Linked DNA regions of Mus musculus: all the other regions are linked to region 4. A link is a contact called in public Hi-C and promoter capture Hi-C data. All regions are on one chromosome and are shown on one strand. Each heading gives the region's core, a stretch centred on a gene start, on an enhancer-like site or on the middle of the called end of the contact. The rest is flanking DNA. Distances are from core to core; before and after follow the strand shown.

Region 1 (3,242 bases), core at 303-2,802, 1.3 Mb after region 4:
CAGAATAAGCCTCAGATATAACCACCACAAAATGACAGGAGCTGTATTACTATATTGCAATTCTATAGTAACTGTAGCAGTTACTAATTTTCTCAATGAATACAGGAATTAGCTTCTTTCCTATCTATGCTAACCTATAAATACGTTCTGCAAATGTATACTTAACCTCTGCAATACAGATGTTCTACCTGTATTCTTTTTCCATTAAGAACCTAACCAATCTTTGTATTTTAATTATATCACAAAACTATTTTTAGTGATAACTCTTTTTCAGAGGTAACTCTAGAAGTCAATTAATAAGCACGTTGATCAGTTAGTGGCAGAGACATAACTGTATGTTGGTGGCTAAGAAGTCTCATAATTGCAGCATTTAATACCTACTGTTCTATTTAATGCCTACTGACTCAGAGCAGTGAGCTCTCCAAATGCCACTAGCTAATACAAGTTTGTCAGGATTTAAAGTCAGAGCTAGAGAATCCACTCGATCACTGCACTGGATTCTCATACATAAACAAAGAGATCTGAAATGAAGGTTCTTTAACTCAAAGGAACATAGTGAAGACAAAGTATCGTGATTTGGGGAAAAAAAATCTTTCCCCTCTTTAAACTGACTACTAAAGAATAACTGCTCTTACAAAACATTAGAGATCAGCAATGATCTTCCTTAGGCATGCAGAGGTTTTCAACCCTATCAAGAACTCAAGTATCAAAACTGAAACATACAATGAGCCGATGGGAGAACTGGGGACAAAAGAGAGATCCTGTATCTTTGGGAGAGATCGTGTTTGCATCACGTGCCCAAGGACCAGTCAAGCTGGAATTTTAAAAAAAAAAAAAAAAAAAAATGATGCAGCCCAAAGAGGGCTTTGCACTTGGACCCGACCCACAGCCATCCAGAGTCTCAGCTGTGCTGCTCAGGACCCGTGAGTCCAACATTAAACATCTCCAGCCCGGAACGTCACAGACCCCAGATCTTAACCCCTATCTTCCCACGAGTACCGGGAAACCCTAACATTCAAAGTTCACAATCTCAATAAGGCAGCTCCCTTCCGAACTCGGTGGCGACCGCGCCCTGGGACCCTCTACTCACAGGCTGGAGATGTCGGAGGGCAGCGGGCCCGACAGTGCCCTCCAGCTGGGCGCGGGCAGCTTCCTGCGACTGCAGTCCAGCAGAGGAAGACGGCAGGCGCAGGGCGCCGGGCACAGGCCGGCTCGGGCAGCGGGCAGCAGCCGCAGCGCCTGCGCAAGGATGAGCAACCGTGCGAGGGGTCCCAACCCACAGCCCAGGCGCCGCTGCTCCCAGATGCCGCGGGGCGCGGCCGCCATCTTCCCCTGGCCGGGACCCGCTCGAGAACAGCAGCTAGCTCAGAGAGTCGGCTGAGGAGAGATGCCCGGAGGCTAAACCGCCACCCGGAGCCCGGGCTGTCACTTGTCCCCTCTCAGAGCGGGCGAGAGGAGGAAACGACGCTACCGCAGGGGAGGGGGCGGCGGTCGGGGGCGTAGAGCTGAAACCCTGACAGACACCGCTCGTCCGCCCCGCCCCGCGACGCAACGTACTCACGCTCAGCAGCCAGCCAATCGGAGCCCCGGGATGAGGTTGCGTCGGAAATTGGGTTCTGAGAGAGGCGAGGCCTACGATTGCCCCGCCCCCTAGGAGGCGAGCATTACAGCGGCCCTTTCTCCTTTTCCGAGCTGCTTCTGCAGTTCTGCAGCTATTCCTCCGCTTGTGGGCGCACTAGGGCCTTGAAATAGAATGGAAAAAGCGAAACCCGAAACGCCAAATCCTCACTGCGGTTGATCTGCAGTAGTAGTGAAAAAAGACCTATTCTGTAGGCTCCTGCAGAAGGGAATGGCACAAGGGCTGCATGCCAAGCAGCAGCTGCAAATAAGTGCGCGATCTAAACCTAACTTCGACCACATCAGTCTCCGGAGCCCAACCAGGGCGGCCTCTGCGGCCGAACTCCCTGCCCTGAAAAAATGTGGCAGTTGGTTCTCCCGGAGCATGGCACGCTGTCACTGTGAAAGGACTTCAAGTTCCCATTGGCAGAGGCGCTATTTAGTCAGTACACCTCCGGCTTCTACAGTAGCCTGGAGTTCAATAATTGTCTCTAAAGAAAATTCTTTCCTCGATTTGGGAAAATATTGTTTCATCTTCAGAAGAACAAGTGGGACAAATAGATAAAACGTTGGTTTGAGGATGTGGGTTTTCTGGTTTCTGTTTGAGGTTTTTGAGCAATCAACAAAGTTAAGAAGACTGGAAGGAAATTATCCTGAAGTAAAAAGACTTACTGGGAACAGCGGAATCTAGCTACCTTGTGATCTCTCCGCTGTGTGTTACCTACAAAATGAGTAAAAATGAAAATATCAGTAATGGTTCACTGACATATAGTGTCTATACTTTTCAAAGACTTTGCAAGCCAGGTGTGGACCAGCACGCCTGCAGTCTGAGCACTCCTTGGGAATTTGAGGCAGGAGAACCCAAGTCCCAGTTCAGCCTCATCTGCATAGTATGCTTTGTATGAAAGAAGAGGAGAAACGAAAAACAGGGTGGGTAAGATGCTTCATCAATAATAGCTTTGCCACCAAGTGTATCAACCTAAGTTGAATTCGCAGACCCCACATGGTAGAATGAGACAACTGACTCCTGCAAGTCCCTGTCCTCTGATCACCATATGCACCCTGTGGCACTTACACACACACACACACACACACACACACACACACACACACACACACCATTTCCATCCATGTCATGCCTTTGGGTTAAAATTACTTTTCTGACTGTCCTCGTGTGCTTGTCTACTGCAGAGGACTTTTAGAAAGGTGTCTCCTTCAGCTTCTTCTCCCTTCTTCTCCCAGTAAACATGACCATGAAAACTAACAGCAACTACTATTTATTACCATTGAAGCAAAATGTGAAGCCAGAAAAGTGATAGAGATATTGGACTTCATCAAAAATGTACACTTCGGGGACAGCAGAGATGGCTTAGCTGTTCAGTAAACACACAATGCTCCTGCAGAGGACCAGGGTTCAGTTCCCAGCACACACACACTGGACAGCATGAAGTCCAGCTTCGAGGATTCTAACGCCCTCTTCTGGCCTCCAAGGGCTTTCTGGAAGAGGAACAAGAGCTTAGCCATCTCTCCAGCCCCTGATTTTTTTTTTTCAGTGTGTGTGAGTGTTTTGCTAACATAAGTTATCTGTGTACCACATGTATGTAGTCCCTGAGGAGGCCAGAAGA
Region 2 (3,326 bases), core at 425-2,924, 1.6 Mb after region 4:
CACAGTTCTAGGAATACCAGGGGCCAAAAAGAAGGAAACAGCTGCTCCCTTGGAGGGGCAGTCTTCTCCTCAATTCTCATCTCCAGATGTCTCACTTACTGTTCCTGGGGTCTTCAGGCCTCTGCCTGTTCATCTGCTGGTCTCAGACTTGTTCCATCTGATGAACAATATGGCGGTTGTTCAGAATGGAGAGAGACCAGACCCCTGGAGGGGCTAAGAGGAAGCTTGGAAGAGAGTAAGAGAAAGGGAGGATGAGGAACTCCAGCTTAGGCTGTCCCAAGGCAAAGGCAGCCATTTCTGCTCTGGGAATCTGCCCTTGCTCCCCTACCCTCCTCCCTCAGACTACAGAGCAGTGGGGGCAGTGACCCTGAGACGAGTGAATAGGCTTTCTTTTTCCTAGGAGTGAAGCAGGGGTGGGAGGGTCTAAGAATCGGTGCTGTCATCTTTCTGGTCTTGGGATAGAGCTAAGGTCAGAAAAGGGGGTGGAGTCTGCCAGCTTTGTCCCAGAAGAGACCGCTGGGGAAGAAGCCCCAGGTCTCCCAGTTCTGTGTCTCCCTCCACCTCTAACCAACCCATCCTGAGCCTTGCTTCCTGGACTCTTCTGAAACTGGCTGAATTCTGCTGCTGTGTCTCAGCCCCACCTCAGAGGGCTAGCCTTGCACGGCAACAGGTCTCTGCTTCCGTGCACAGCCCACAAGAGCTTCTCCACTCTCTGCCAAAGGCCTTTCCTCATTCAGTCCCCAGTGAGAAGTCAAACTGAAGCACATTGCTGGTGATCTGAGGGAGGGCCTATCGAGGGGAATGCAGGTGGGGGTGGAAGGTGTGTGGGGCCAGTCCCCTGGGCATGGGTGTGTCCCCACACTTCTAGATGAACCTCCTTTCTCATAAGTCTTCTTTCTCAGGCTATGCCAGGAACCCTCATTTTGACCATTGCAAATGCCATTCGTTCTTTTCTTGGGGACATCCTATTTCTGGTTGAGTTCTAACCGTGTCTGATCCAACACACACATTTCTCCTAGGTATTCCAGTGCTCAGAGAACCTGGAGAAGATGGGAGACTTGGGCTCTCTGGCGTTCTATTCATTCCCTCCTGGAAAGGTACAGGAGAAGGGAGTTTCTGGGATTTGTTCGTCAGCATCCATAGTCTGCCTCAGTTTCCTTGAGCTGTTTCCCCAATCCTTAATTCAGGCTAAGATGGGGCTGGGAGAGCAGCCTCCATAGCAACAAGAGGTCAACAAGAACCTTAAATCTTGCTTTTGCTTACTTCTGTTCCCTCTAGCATTTATTCTTACTCCTGGTACCCACCTGCTTCACAGCAGTGGCCCGGGTTCAACTTTCTGGCCTGAGGTCCTCGCTGCTTCTGAGCTTGGCATCTAGACTCTCCAAATCGGGCTCTTCGAGGGAGTGGCCAGCTTAGGTGTTGTCTGGTTTTGAGCTCTGTCCGCGATAGATCGTCAAAGTTGTTGCGCCCGAGGAGAGCAGGGGCTCTGGCTAAGCTGGAGTCTCCGGCTTAGAGCACCTAGATGCTCTGGTCCAGCACCCACCAGTTCTGCGGGGCTAGGCCGGGTCCTCCCGAGCTTTCGGTCTGCAGGTTGAGGAGCGCGCAGCCGCTAGACTGGGAGTCGTTCTCGCTACTCCAGCCTTTGCGGGCACCGCCGGCTTCTTCGAAACTGTGTGGGGGTGCTCTGCGGGGAACCTGGGCACAGCTGGCCCGCAGCGGCCTCTTGTGGCGCACAGCAAGTCAGGAATAGAAGCCCACCGACTCTCTTTTCAGGGACAGTTCCTTGAGCAAAACACATCAATTATAGCAGGTCACTAAAACTTTCAGGAATGTGGCCCCTAGTCTAGTAGTTCAAGGAGGTAGGTGGTATTTTGGGATGGGGATAGGCGTTGCATCTGGGAGTAGTATTCATTTAGACCAGCAGTAGGCTGTTACTTAAATCCGAGCTCATTAAATCTTACAATTCAGTTCTTCAGACCTCGGACAGGGTTTCACACCTGTAATCCAGAATTTCGGAGACAAGGCAGGGGTTAAGTGTGAGACCCTATCTAAAACAAACAAAAAAAACAAACAAACAAGCATACATACATACAAACAACAATAAAACTCAAACCAAACCGAACAACCTTCTAAACCCAAACAAAGAAAGAAAAGCACAGCAGGGGTAGGGAGATGGGAAGGTAAGATTGCCTGAAAGTTTGAGGAAGTTTGGTCTGTATGGTTTACACAAGGTTCCAGACCTGCTAATGGCTACTTAGCCAGACCACATCTTCAAAGGAAAGAAAGAGAAAAGGAGGTGGTGTGTGTGTGTGTGTGTGTGTGTGTGTGTGTATAAAATCCAGTTCTTTGTTAGTACAATCAAGTGTTATTTAAGGTGCTTCCCAGGCACTAAAAGCAGACCACTGTATTAGAAGATTCTCAAGTTGCATAGTTTTTGGTTTTTTTTTCTTTGTTTTGTTTTGTTTGTTTGTTTGTTTGTTTTACCACAGGGGTTCCCGGCTGCCACCCGGGAAGGATAGTAAATACTTTCAACGGGCTGGAGAGATGGCTCAGCAACCACACGATGGCTCACAACCATCTGTACAGCTGCAGTGTACACATATACATAAAATAAATAAATAAATATTTAAAAAAATATACTTCCAGCACAGAAGTGCTGCCCTCCTGCGTGGGAGGACCAAGGGTAGTACCGGGGTGGAGAACCAGGCTGCAAGGTTTCACCAGGCATGAATGGCCCTGTGGATAATGGGTGTGACTCTCACCTTGGAAACCAAATCTGAGGTTTCTAGTATCTTCATCAGAAAGACAGTCAATAGTCCCAACAACAAAAATACGACAGGTTCATGTTTTGGGCTCATTAAACACTTGAGGGTAGAAGTGTGCTGTGACTCTGCCTCTTCCCAGCAGAGGTGTATGTACCTGTTAGAGTAAGGAAGGTTTGGGAACGTAATAGTGTGGGGGAAACAAAGAAGGACCCTGCTTCTGGATCCTGAGCATACAGCCCGGGACGGGGCGCTCCCTCTCTCTGGATCTCTCTTTCCAGGGTGCTGAGAATTGAATTCAGGTTATCAGGCTTGGCACTTTTGCCTGCTAAGCCATTCCCCCTACCTCTTTAAGACCAAGTCTCATTATGTAGCCTTGGCTAGTCTGGAATTTACTATGTACTCAGGCTAGCCACCAACTTGTGCTCATCCTGTCTCTACCTCTGCCTCCTAAGATTATAGATGTGTGCCACCATGTTTGTTCTGAGAATGCCCTCTTCCCGCCCCACCCCCTTCTCCTCTGTAATGGAGGAGTGTCATTCAGCTCCCAGCAGGGTAAGCATC
Region 3 (2,964 bases), core at 130-2,629, 1.7 Mb after region 4:
TCCAATTTCTTTTTCGAAGAACCCAGGCAGATTTTATAGAACATTGGAGAGCACATACTTTGTAACAGTCACTGCAGGAAACAAAAGACATATTCTTGTCCCTAAGTTAGCTAATGAGACCATTCTAACTTGTAGCAGCCCTAAGAGTCTGTGTTTATGGAAGAACTAAGTACTTTCCTTTTTGGACAGTTTAGCAAATGTACGTTGTCAGAAAAAGTTATACTATCAAATTTGGAATACACCCTGGTATTTAAAACACTTTTAAAGATCTATGTACACAAACGACACTCTTGACATACCCAGCTATAAAGCACCATAGTAGGTCATCAAAAAAGGTTGGGTGTTTCATCCAAACCGAATGTGTTAAATGTGAGGTTTATTTACGACCCATTTAACCTTTCTGGAGTTGAAAAAAAAGTCGTCTGGCTATTTCTCACTGCTTAACAGGAAGTTAAAAAAACAAAACAAAACAAAAGACTTTGAAAAAAATTATAGTTAAGATTAAGACAGAAGGGACGGAGTCACCTTGGGGCTAAACGTTCACACAAGAGAGCATAGGCAGGAATAAAGGTGCTGGTCAAATTCTTAAGCAAATCCCTTGAGGTTTACTGATTTATTTTTATCCAATTAGTTTAATCGTCAGTAGTAGAGAAAAGATGAGAGAGGGTGTGTATTTCGGTGGACAGACACCACCAGAGGACCTCTCCCTCCCTGACAAGGAGTCCTGACAGCAAAATCACTTCCTGAGGAAGGAGGAGCAAAAGGGAAGTTAAGGAGGCCACTCTGATCAGGAAGTGACTCGTTCTAAACTAACCCCAATCATACCTATAAATGGGGGGATGGGGTGAGCCCCAACTGCCAAAAGCGGTAAAATAACTGCTGCCTGACACGTCCCGACATCACCTTCACCTCCTCTCTTATAATTACAGAAAAGAGTCTAGAGTTAAAAGTCAATCAGGCAAAGTGTCTCCTCTTGAAAGAAGGTTGTGCTCTGTCCAGGATGAAAAGAGTTGAGGACTGGGGGACTGGGGCCACCGTGAGGCAGACGAAAGCTCCTTTAAGGAAGGAAGCGTCCCGGGGCCAGAGGGACTATGCCAGCACCGGGAAACAACCTTCTTCTTCCTGGGGGCACCGCCAGGTTTCTCACTGCTGCCGGCTCGGACCCCTGGGCCCCGTCGAGGAAGGAAGTAAAAGAGAGAGGCGGACCCCTTACCTTCTCTTCATCCGACACCCGATCCTCAAAGTCGGCCATCTTGGCTGCTCTGGCCCAGCCCGGCGGGCCGGCGCGAGGCAGGCCGGGAAGGAAGCTGAGTGGCGGAATCACCGAGGGGCCGTCGGAAGGAGCCGCCCGGAAGCTCAGGCCAAGAGGGCGCCATGTCAGTTCCGCGCGGGTGTGACAGCCTGGAGTCGGCGCTCTAGGAAGTCGGCTTGCCCCTCGGGGCTTTGCAGCCTTAACATCTTTCTCCCTGAGTTCCGGTCACTTTCCCATTCGTCCTGGAGTGCTTGGTGGCGGGCCTCGACTCTTGCGTGGCGTCTGGGCTCCCTCTGGTCATGGAGCAGTTGCTACACCTCTAAGTTTTTCTGATCCGGTTGGTCTCCTGGGCCGCCGAGTCCAGGGCACTAAGAGCTGCTCGGCTCTTTGAGACATCAGTACTTTTCCGACCCCGGCACAGGGCGACAGGTTACCCTCAACCACGTATGGAAGAAAAACCACTTCCCTCCGGCGCCACACTGAGTCCGTTTCCAGAAGAATAAGCGCCACCATCAGATGCTTCCCCGCCCTCCTAGAGGACTAGGTAGCCCCTCAGTCGGCCACCGCGCTCCGCCACCTTCCAGATCTCCAGCCAGTTCCCCAGGACTCAGCCTAGACAGAGGCCAGCTTCAAGTCCGCCACTATCCCAGGATTCCCGACTCCGGGTTTCCGGCCCTTCTCCCCTCCCAGGTCCCGGCGCCTGCCGGAGCCGCAAGATGGCGGACGGAGACTACTTCGCGGAAGCCGCGCGGGCCGTGGGGTGTCCCCATGCACCTGTTCCTGGCTTGGGCCTGGGCCCGCCGCTGGGCTGGAAAGAGCGGCTGAAGGCCGGGTTGGCGAACTCTGGGTCCACGCTGTGGTTCCTGGCGGGGCTGGGGCTGCTTTACGCTCTGAGGGTCCCGCTGAGGCTGTGTGACAACGTGACAGCGGGTGAGAGGCCCAAACCTCCCGGACAGTCGGGGACAAGTGCCAAAGATCAGAGATTCTCGGGGAGACATGGAGGGCTTTGCAGAAGGAAATTGGTGTTGCATGCTCCAGTGGGTTTATTTTTGTCGCTTGGGCCACCTCCACCCGGCAGCTGATTGTTAGAACCGTGCTGCAGTTTCCCGGCCCCTCCCTAGATCGCTGAAGGTTCGCCCTCTCTATTCTGTCTACGCTACCACAGGAAAAGCTACCTGACACGCTGCAAGCTCCAGGTAGTAGGACAGAAGAGAGCATTCCCAGATGTGTACACACAGTTTATAGACATTCCTATCGTTTGCAGGGCCCCTTGAAAAGTCGTACCTCAGAGTTTCCCAGCTGCCTAACTTAAAAGAACTCACACCCAGAAAAGCAAGATAAGCACATCTGTCATACACGATAGAAAATGCTATGATTTTAGTGGACCATACTTTTATTGTAAGACAGTTCGGTTAAGAGACGTTTTTCGTAATATTTTTATTGTGAGTAATAAGATAGTCTAGGAAAGGGAGAGGAGAGAGAAGTGCAGACAACGGTGGGTTTGTTTAATATTTTCCTTCGGCAGTTGTACAATGTTTGTCATGTAGCCTGGGCCAAAGATAAAAACTTGTAAGCAGTGTTGACCTGTGCGGATTCTGCAAATACTATTCCCTGGCCGTAGGTAGGATGAAAAGATGGACTCCTGGATCTTTTGTGGCGTTATTGCAGTATTTTTTGCTGCAGCCTCAGAAGAAGATGGAAATATTTCCTTC
Region 4 (3,069 bases), core at 266-2,765:
CGAGATCAACTTTTCCAAAGCTCTTGGTTGAACGTACACTGGATAGCTTATATAGTCTCACAATCTTTTTTTCATTACCTCTTAGTCTGGAAGATATTTTACAAAGAATGTATGCTAACTACAGCCTGAGGGGTTGAGAGGCAACGTGGAGTAATATTTTATTACCACAAATCCTAAAGGCAAAAATGATTGGGTTTTGTATAGGCCCTAAAGACAAAAAATAGCAAGATTTTCTCATTATTTTATCTGATCACAGCCTTCCCTCCCACCTATCCTCCTACTCCCTCTCTTCTCTCCTTTCCCCATCTTCTCCCTTTCTCCTCAGAGAAGGGGAGGCCTCCCGTGGATATCAGCCTTGGCATAGCAAGTTGCAGTAAGACTAGGCCTATCTTCTGTTGAGGCTAGACAAGGCTGCCCAGTTAGGGGAAGGGGGTCCAAAGGCAGAGTCAGAGACAGCCCCTGCTCCAGCTGTTAGGGGTCCCACAGAAGCTGCATATCTGTTACATGTGTGTAAGGATCCAGGACTGTCCATTGCAGCCTCTTTGGTTGGTGGATCAGTCTCTGTGAACCCCTGCGGGACCAGGTTAGTTGATTCTGTATGGCTTTTTTTGTGGTGTCCTTGACCCTTCTGGTTCCTTCATTCCTTCCTCCCCTTCTTCCACAAGATTCCCAGAGCTCTGCCTAATGTTTGGCTGTGGATCTTTCCATCTGTTTCCAGCAGCTGTTGGGCGAAGCCTCTCCTGTCTGGAAGTGTAGCAAAACATTAATAGTGTCAGGGGTGGGCTTGCTCTCATGGGATGAGTCTCAAGTTGGGCCTTGATCATCCCCTCAGTTTCTAGTCCATCTTTATCCCCACACATCTTGTAAGCAGGACAAATTTTGGTTTTGTGGGTAGATTGGTGTCCCCATCAATCCATTGGAAGTCTTGCCTGGTTCCAGGAGGTGGCCATTTCAGGTCCTATATCCCCTGTTGCTTCAAGTCTTATGGTCACCCTAGCATATTCCTGTGAGTTTCCCTTTTTCTGGGCTTCTAGCTCTCCCCTGAGTTGCCTCCACTCCAAGGCAGAGCTTCTAAAATGAGGCATTTTATAGTTATAATTACAGTCATGGAAGGGATGAGGTGTTTGCAGTGCTGCGGACTGACCTGGTTTTGCCATTGAGCCGCACCCCTCAGGTTGTTGGATCTAAAAATTTAATTGGAAAATAGGCGCACATTTCTAGTTTCTATAAAAGAACATTCTTAAGGGACCGGCTGCGAAATGAGGATAAAGCAAGGGAGCGCTAGAAGCCCAGCACTATGTGAGTCTAAACAATGGAAGGTTAAAGGATGTGGAAAATATATTTCTCCCCTCCAGCCAAGTCCAGCAACCACCTCTTCCGAAGTCTGCCCTACCCACTCCTTCAAAAAAAAAAAAAAAAAAAACGGCACCCATACAAAGAAAGGCACCCCGGCACGCCAGCACGTGATGCTTAGGCTTAGAGCCTAGTGGCTATAATTACCAACTGCGCGTGCGCCCGAATCGAAGCCCCAAAGGCAGCGGCGTGTGTGACGTCATTCCAGGCGCAGGCGCAGTGGAATTAGAACCGAGGCTGCGCAGACTCAGAAGGCGCTCTTGAAGCCTAGTGCCGCGCGATGGCGGGCACGGGCTTGGTAGCCGGAGAGGTGGTGGTAGATGCGCTACCATATTTTGACCAAGGCTATGAGGCACCCGGCGTGCGGGAAGCGGTGAGTGCGGGTCATGTGCGGCGGGTCCGCCGAAGGCACGCCGCCCTTTCCCGCCGCGACCCTGGCCTGTTCTCGTTCTTAGGCGGCGGCCCTGGTGGAGGAGGAGACGCGCAGATACCGACCTACCAAGAACTACCTGAGCTACCTGACGGCCCCGGATTATTCTGCCTTTGAAGTAAGTGTGCCTTTGAAGTAAGCCAGGAGGCTTGCGGACTTTGATACGGGAGTGAGGGCTTTAGCTGTGTAAAGTGAACTCCACCTTCCAAGTTAGCTGGTGCCTGCAGCTCGTACTGAGTGCCATGTAGGTGTGAGTCGGTTTGAAACCGCCAGATGCGCATGTCACGGGCTTCGTACTACAAGAACCTGCGAAATGCTCCATTAGTTTCTGCAGATTTGTTTAATAGTGTGCACCTCCGTGTGTGTGTGTGTGTGTGTGTAGAAGAGTCATGGTACATTTCACAAAAGGGCCCTTTATTCTCTAAGGTCCACTCAAGAACAGGTATCACTCACGAGATTTTAATATTTATAATCTTAAGTACCTGTACTCTTTGCCACCCCTGGAGGGAGATTCTTTTGTACCAAGTCTCAGATAGTTAACAGGTGTATGAATGCCTGAACAAGCATGTCTAACTGCATGCTGTTTTTAAGTGGTTATTCTACAAGTGCAACCAAAAAACACCACTTAGATGTTGTTAGAAGCACTTTCAGGCTGAAAGGAGACTGCTCCATGCGCAGGGATGTGTGATACTTCGGATCTAGATGCCAGGTTTTTAAACTGGGTTGTGACTCCTCAGTGGGGGTTTCATAACTGATGTGGGAGCTGCAAGAAATTTGGCAAGAGTAAAAAGTACTAACCCAGAAATTAATTGAAAACTCAAGTCCCAGATCTAAGCTCTGGTCCATGTTACATCATGTGACTTCACCATTTACACTGTACCCAAACAGTTTACACTGTGTCAGTTCGTCATGCAGCAGCGGAGACTTCCTGAAATGATTCAAGACTGTTGTGTGTTGTGAATTACAACGTGACGTGGGGCTGGGATTAAAGCTGTTTTCAGAGTTCCACAGCTGGCTGACTACAGGGCATTGAAAACTGCTGGTTTAGGGTTAATCCTTGAGAGGTGGACTCTTCTATGTCCACCTCCTTTCATGCCTGGGCAGAATATGGAATTAAAGAATATGCCTATTTCTTCAGATTCTAGATAGAATTAACCTCAACTGGGGGATGTGTCAGTGGCCCTGGGTTCAAATATTAGCATCCTTTTTTTTTTTTTTTTTTTTTTGAGTAGTGATTGAGAAGGGAAAAGATTCGCTATAATGTGTAGTACAAAGTATAAAATCTC

Evidence for each region. Promoter capture Hi-C pulls out the DNA fragments that hold promoters and counts their contacts. Hi-C and Micro-C count contacts between places; a contact is called where the count stands out from the background. Capture Hi-C pulls out chosen DNA fragments and counts their contacts.
Region 1: a contact with region 4 is called in a Hi-C map of B cells, with 9 read pairs. The contact joins the promoter of Lrig2 here to the promoter of Bcas2 in region 4. A contact is called at or near these places in 1 of 484 Hi-C or Micro-C datasets (B cells) and 1 of 9 other capture datasets (adipose tissue).
Region 2: a promoter capture Hi-C map of pre-B cells shows a contact between it and region 4, with 5 times the contacts expected there. The contact joins the promoter of Tafa3 here to the promoter of Bcas2 in region 4. A contact is called at or near these places in 2 of 39 promoter capture datasets (liver and pre-B cells), 2 of 115 datasets of contacts at active chromatin or transcription factors (astrocytes and microglia) and 1 of 9 other capture datasets (liver).
Region 3: a contact with region 4 is called in a promoter capture Hi-C map of adipose tissue, with 3 times the contacts expected there. The contact joins the promoter of St7l here to the promoter of Bcas2 in region 4. A contact is called at or near these places in 1 of 39 promoter capture datasets (erythroid cells), 1 of 115 datasets of contacts at active chromatin or transcription factors (regulatory T cell precursor) and 2 of 9 other capture datasets (adipose tissue and liver).

What each region holds. Positions count from the first base shown.
Region 1 is chr3:104,510,366-104,513,607 of GRCm38.p6, forward strand. Lrig2 (leucine-rich repeats and immunoglobulin-like domains 2) reads right to left here and starts at 1,553. Exons shown (of 18, transcript NM_001025067.2): 1 at 1,091-1,553. The coding sequence starts at 1,326.
Region 2 is chr3:104,775,873-104,779,198 of GRCm38.p6, forward strand. Tafa3 (TAFA chemokine like family member 3) reads right to left here and starts at 1,675. Exons shown (of 7, transcript NM_183224.3): 1 at 1,305-1,675; 2 at 100-224.
Region 3 is chr3:104,863,127-104,866,090 of GRCm38.p6, forward strand. It overlaps St7l (suppression of tumorigenicity 7-like), which reads left to right and starts at 1,380. Exons shown (of 14, transcript NM_153091.3): 1 at 1,380-2,182. The coding sequence starts at 1,969. Capza1 (capping protein (actin filament) muscle Z-line, alpha 1) reads right to left here and starts at 1,379. Exons shown (of 10, transcript NM_009797.3): 1 at 1,214-1,379. The coding sequence starts at 1,252.
Region 4 is chr3:103,170,140-103,173,208 of GRCm38.p6, forward strand. It overlaps Bcas2 (breast carcinoma amplified sequence 2), which reads left to right and starts at 1,516. Exons shown (of 7, transcript NM_026602.4): 1 at 1,516-1,726; 2 at 1,809-1,901. The coding sequence starts at 1,634.